Regions from separate parts of the Sus scrofa genome. Here region 2 is linked to region 1. Evidence: chromatin contacts called from public HiChIP or PLAC-seq data. All regions are on one chromosome and are shown on one strand. Each heading gives the region's core, a stretch centred on a gene start, on an enhancer-like site or on the middle of the called end of the contact. The rest is flanking DNA. Distances are from core to core; before and after follow the strand shown.

Region 1 (2,700 bases), core at 81-2,580:
ATCTTTTTTAATTATTGTAACCACGAGGGGGCGCTAGACCCCTTCACTGGACATACCCCTACTCTGTACCAAAATCAGACAAGAGTGGGTCAAGGAAAAGACACGAGTCAGCCTGTTTTGAGACTGGAGTCTCTTCCACATTGACAAGGGGGAAAGCCCAGTCTGGAAATTCCCAGATTTTCGGTCCTACAGGCACCAAAACTTTCATCCCCAAGCATCGATGGCTCTTTATTCAATTTCCTCATCTGTAAAATGACAGTAATCTTCACCGTTTACAATTATGGTAGGGATCAGAGATGGGGCTGCCAGTTTCAGAGGAGGACAGGATAGCGTTCCAGGGCTCTGGGCTTGATTCCCACCTCGACCAATGACCAATCACAAGCCGTGTCAAACTTGGGCAAACGACTTCGTTGCCGCATACCTCAATTTCTGCATCCAGAAAGTGGGGGCGGTGAAAATAGTACCCATCTCATTGAGAGGTCTATGTTAAAATGCAATGCATTGACGAAAGTCAACAAGCGTAACAGTCTTGGCATACAGTAAGCACTTAATGAATGTTAGCAGCCACTGTGGCTTTCAATTCTGTTACTGACTTCAGTAAACTTGACCAGAGCGTCCTCTTTCTGGTTCCGGATCCCTCCCACCTTTCTCATGCTAGTCTCCAGGCAGCATGATGGAAGCCCCCTTCCACTCCTTCCCTCCACCCAGGAAACCACCCGAATGTTTACCCCCCACGTCCCGCCAGAGTTTTGATCAATTCCAACTTCCGATTACTGGGAGAAGCTGTCGTGTTTTCCCGCATCTCTCTCCACAAAACACGAACCCTCAATGGGGTTCCTTCCCGGAAACCCGGGGGCGGCGGTCAGGAGGAAGCGCACCCCGTTACGTCACGGCCACTGTCACTCCCTGCCGGGCGAGAGGGCCGGTAGGGGCCGCCCCGCCCCTACCCGGAAGGGCTAGAAGACAATCCCCATGCCCTGTCCCCAGGGGTCGGGGGTGCTTACGGCCAGCTCGAGGCCCTAAACGGAATCAAGGGGCCGGGTCGTAAGGGGCGGAACTGAAAGAGGGCCTAGGAAATGAGTGGGCGTGGCCACTCAGAGGAGGACAGGGCAAGTTCCGAGAGGGCGGGGCCCACTGGTAGATACTTAAGGAGTTCCCAAGGGGGCGTGGTCTATGGGAAGGTGGTTTTTCCTCCCAAGGGGGCGTGGTTAACGCCAAGACGTTTCTGAGGAGGAGGAGCAAGAACAAAGGGGCGGGGCGATAGCCCCGGAGGTACAGCTGAAGAAGGGGCGGGGCCTGCTGGGGTAGTGTTTTTAAGTAGGCGGGACCAGGTGATGGGGCTCGGTTCCCTTCGGGCGCGGCTGGTGAAGGCTGGACCTGGCTGGGGCAGGGAGGGAGGGGAGGGGAGCCTCAGAGCTTCAGGCTTCCGCCTGGCCTCAGGTTCTTGGGAGCTCCGCGGGTCCCGGCCCAGGTAAGTGAGGGGCCCCAGGCAGATCCAGGATCGGCTTATTACTGGGGTTGGGAGCCCTCTTTTTTGCAGGTGGGACCACCGGCTCGCAGGAAGGATCTGGGTGTCTGTCCACGCGCGTCCGGGAATGTAAAAGGGGTCACCTGATTGGGTGGCTGTACTTCACGCGTGTCCATGTACCTGGGCATCCTCCTCCAAGCGTGTTTCCTGTGCAACATGGAGTGCCTCCTTGCTTCCACTTTTGCCCCAGCGATCTTTTTAAAGCACAAATCAGATGGTGCCCCTCGTTCAGGTCAAACCCTTTCGTAGCTCCCCTTCCATCCTGCTGAGGTGAAAATTCGAAGTCCTCCAGTCCCTGCATCATCTCACCCATTGCCGACCTCACTGCTCTCCACTTAGCTCCTGGCTCAGAGCACTCAGCCACACCAGCCTCCCTGCTGACATAAAATGTAAAAAGCAGGCCCCAGGCCTTTGCAGGTACTCTACCCTCCACCTGGACTGCTTTCTCTCCACGTCTTGGCATAACTGTCTCTCCTCCACTGAGATCTCAGCTCCCTTGTCACCTGGTGGGCTGCCTATTTAAGGCAGCCAAACTTGTCCTGCCTTCCTTATCACACCTCCCTGTTTCATCATCTTCATTGTTTACCCTTAGACATTATTTTCTTCATTCATTGTGTCTCTGTTTGTTGTGTGTCTTGGCCACCAGATGGGCCTTGGTCTCATTCATTCCTGTTTCTCCAGGGTCTGGCATGCTGTATGCCTTCAACCAGTCGGTGTTTGCTCACATCTGAGTCCTCTGTCCAACTGTCTCTGTCCGAGTGGCTGTCCCTTTCTTTACATGTATGTGATCCCTAGAGCATGAATAATCCCCTACCTCTTTTCCCCAGGTGTGCTTCTTACCATCCACCTCTCCTGATTCTGCCCTCTTCCTCTCTCCCCTGCCCAGATATCCAGAAATTATTCCAAAGGATGCAGGGCAGGAGGATGACTTAATTGGCCTGTGGCTGACCTGAGCCCATGCTGAGCTCCCCCTGAACTAACCAGAGATTTGTCAGTGACCCACCGCCACATCCACTAAGGGGCACATAAGACAGACGAAGCTGGAGTCCAGGAGACTCTTAAGATGAAGGCCAGGCCTGGCCCTGCTGACAAACAGGAAGTGCACAGGCATCCAGGAGACACACCTGGCGTTCAGGTATGCGGCGCCTGGAGCCAGGGCTCTGCTCAGCTCC
Region 2 (2,700 bases), core at 24-2,523, 190 kb after region 1:
GTGACAGAGAAGGTTCTAAAAGGAGAGGGGATGTTTTTCAGAGAAAGGGGAGAAAGAGGGTCAGATTGGGTCAGAGAAGAGGCCTCCCTCTCCCGGGGCTCTTCGCCTTGGTGCACCCCCCACCCTCCCCTTCCAACCCCACCCCCCCCATGTCGTGGGGAGTCACTCACCACCCTCCGCCACCACCAGCTGCGCGAAAACATCCTGCTGGAACATGCCCTGCCGACAGAGGAAAAGCAGAGAGTGGATGGAGGGCCCTCCTTCCCGCACCCGCAGCCCTCTGGAAAGGCGGCGGGGTCCCCAGGATCTGCGCAGGCCTTGAATCTACGTTCCCATCCCGCTCCAAATGAGCGCGCGCGCGGGGGCGAGCGCGCACACACACACAGGTACGCACACCCTACCCCAGTACCGCCGTCTGCAAGGGCGGCACCCCGAGAACTCAGGAGGGAAAAGAGAGTCCTCCAGGGAGACTTGGCACAGGAGAGTCGGCAGGGAAAATCGGATACCCCAGAGGTCCGAGAGAAAATTGAGGTTCTCCGGGAATGAGGAAAGAAAGGGGGAGCCCCATCAACTGTTCAAGATAAAAGGCCCCTTGGGCTCCGCGATGGAGAAAGATCCCCTCTGGGGCCCGGGATGCAGATAGGGTCTCACGGCGTGTAGGTAGAGAAGGGGTGCCCCCACGAAGTCCTGGATAAAGAAAGGGTGCCCTCGGAGGTCCAAAGAGGACGGGTGGGGGCGTTGTGTCCCTCCACCCTCGGCTTGAGGTGCAGAAAGAGCCTCGCCGAGGGCCTCTAGATGGAGAAGGGGTCCCGGGGTGGGACTGGGGTCTCGCCTGGGTTCCTGATCGGGCCGCATCTCACCTGTGGATAGTCTGGGAAGCCGGCCAGGGCGTCGGACGTCAACTCCGGACCCTCTGGCAGTCGCGGGCTGGGCGCGGGACCGGGCGCGGCGGGGGCCCCGGGCGCGGTCCAGGAGCGCACCAGGCAGACGGCGCTGGCGGCTGCGAACACTAGCAGCGCGGCGCTCAAGGCCCAGGGCAAGGGGCTGCAAGCTCGGCCTCGGGGCGCGGGAGGCCTCTGGGCCTCGGGGTCCTGGTCGACGTCGGAGCTGGAGCTCATGGCCGGCGACGGACAGCTGCGGTCCGGGTCCCAGCGCAACTCACTTTATACCCAATCCGGAAGCGCTGCTTTCCGGGGAGTGGCCGCCGGGGATCCCAGCGATGTGCTGGGTACGTTGGTTCCCGCCCGCCCCGCCCCGCCCCTTCCACCTTCGGTCAGAACTTTCCCTAACTTTCTTTTCCCTAGATCTCTCCCTCTCTCCATCTCCTTTCTCTCTCTCTCTCTCTCTCTCTCTCTCTCTCTCTCTCTCTCTCTCTCTCTCTCTCTCTCTCTCGCCCTCCAAGCCCTGCTCCACCAAATCCTATTATCTAATTCTCTTTCGTCTCCCCAGTTAGCTCCCTGGGCCTCTCTGCTTCTCTGTCTCTCTGCCTCTCTCCCGAGTTTCTTCTCACTCCCTAGGCCCCCAGCACTGGGGCTCCCCCAGGGCTCCCCTAAACCCAGCACTTCTTCAGGGGGCTCAGAGGACAGCCAGGCCTTATCCCCCTTCACCTCCGGAGCAAAAGACCCCTCCCCCCAGTGGAACCCTAAGTGCCATGCTCGACCCTCGCCCCCCTTTCCTAGGGACCCCTGGGTCGTCCCTGGCCTGCCCCCACCCACCTAGACGCTTCCCGTCAGCGGCCCCCTAGACCCCACAAGCAGAAGGTTGGAGAGTCCAGGTGGAGAAATTCCCCTTGTAGGAAAAGGACAATCTCGAGTGAGGCGAAGGAAACTCAAATTTCCCGTTTGCTCTCCCGTGGTGTAGGCGGGGGCGGGAGGAGGAGCAGAGAAGCTGCCAAAACTCGGTCCCCAAAAGAGGAAGCAACCCTGGATTGAGAGATGGCCAGCCCTAGAAAAGCCCTGGGCTCCCACAGAAGCCCTGCTCTGCCCAGTCCAGCCGGGTAGCCACCAGTCAACTTTTCTTCACCCTCTCCAGACCGCACTCTCCCTGTAGACAGAGGAGGGGAGGTGGGGAGGGGATGTGTGGTTGATCTCTGTGGTCTACTGTCCACCAGGGGCCCAGGAAATGGGGAGTAGGGGGGAGTTTGGGTTCCACAGAACAAGGGTCAGTTTCAGGCCCTGTATTCAATCTCATATTAAGCCTCTCTGGGGAACTAGGAGGCCGAACAATCATGACACTATTATTGACACACAGGTGCTAAAAGCTTCCTTTTCCGTTGTACCAGCAGTTTGGTTTATAAGGTGTGATGCCCCAACCAGCATCACCTCTTAGTTCTGAACTTATAGCACCTCAACCGACACCTATTGACAGTCTAGGAGCGGGCCCCCTGCCATCAGTGTCTGAAGGAACCTTCCAGAAGATTCTGCCACTTGCCATCGCACCTGATGTCCCTCTGCCTGGAATGATCTATGGCCGTCTGGATTCTAGCTGTCCTTCTGAGTAAAGAGGATGAATTCAACTCTAGCTTTCTTCTTGTACCATCTCTCAAACCCCCACTGCAGTTGATACTTAAGAGACTTTTGGTGTTAAAAACCTAAACCCAAATGGCAAGCCATCAGGGTGGAATGCTAAATATAATTTCTCTGCCGAAATGCCACCATCACCACGACTCCAAGCCTCGGTCGTTGGTGACCCCCTGCCAAC

What was found. HiChIP or PLAC-seq counts read pairs in DNA pulled down with a chosen protein or histone mark.
Region 2: a contact with region 1 is called in an H3K27ac HiChIP or PLAC-seq map of alveolar macrophages. The contact joins the promoter of TNFSF9 here to the promoter of SH2D3A in region 1. A contact is called at or near these places in 3 of 5 promoter capture datasets (fetal liver and liver), 18 of 47 Hi-C or Micro-C datasets (alveolar macrophages, embryonic fibroblasts, epiblast stem cells and 11 more) and 2 of 2 datasets of contacts at active chromatin or transcription factors (alveolar macrophages and skeletal muscle).

What each region holds. Positions count from the first base shown.
Region 1 is chr2:72,392,962-72,395,661 of Sscrofa11.1, forward strand. It overlaps SH2D3A (SH2 domain-containing protein 3A), which reads left to right and starts at 1,331. Exons shown (of 9, transcript XM_021083981.1): 1 at 1,331-1,471.
Region 2 is chr2:72,581,561-72,584,260 of Sscrofa11.1, forward strand. TNFSF9 (tumor necrosis factor ligand superfamily member 9) reads right to left here and starts at 1,274. Exons shown (of 3, transcript XM_003480815.3): 1 at 861-1,274; 2 at 171-219. The coding sequence starts at 1,118.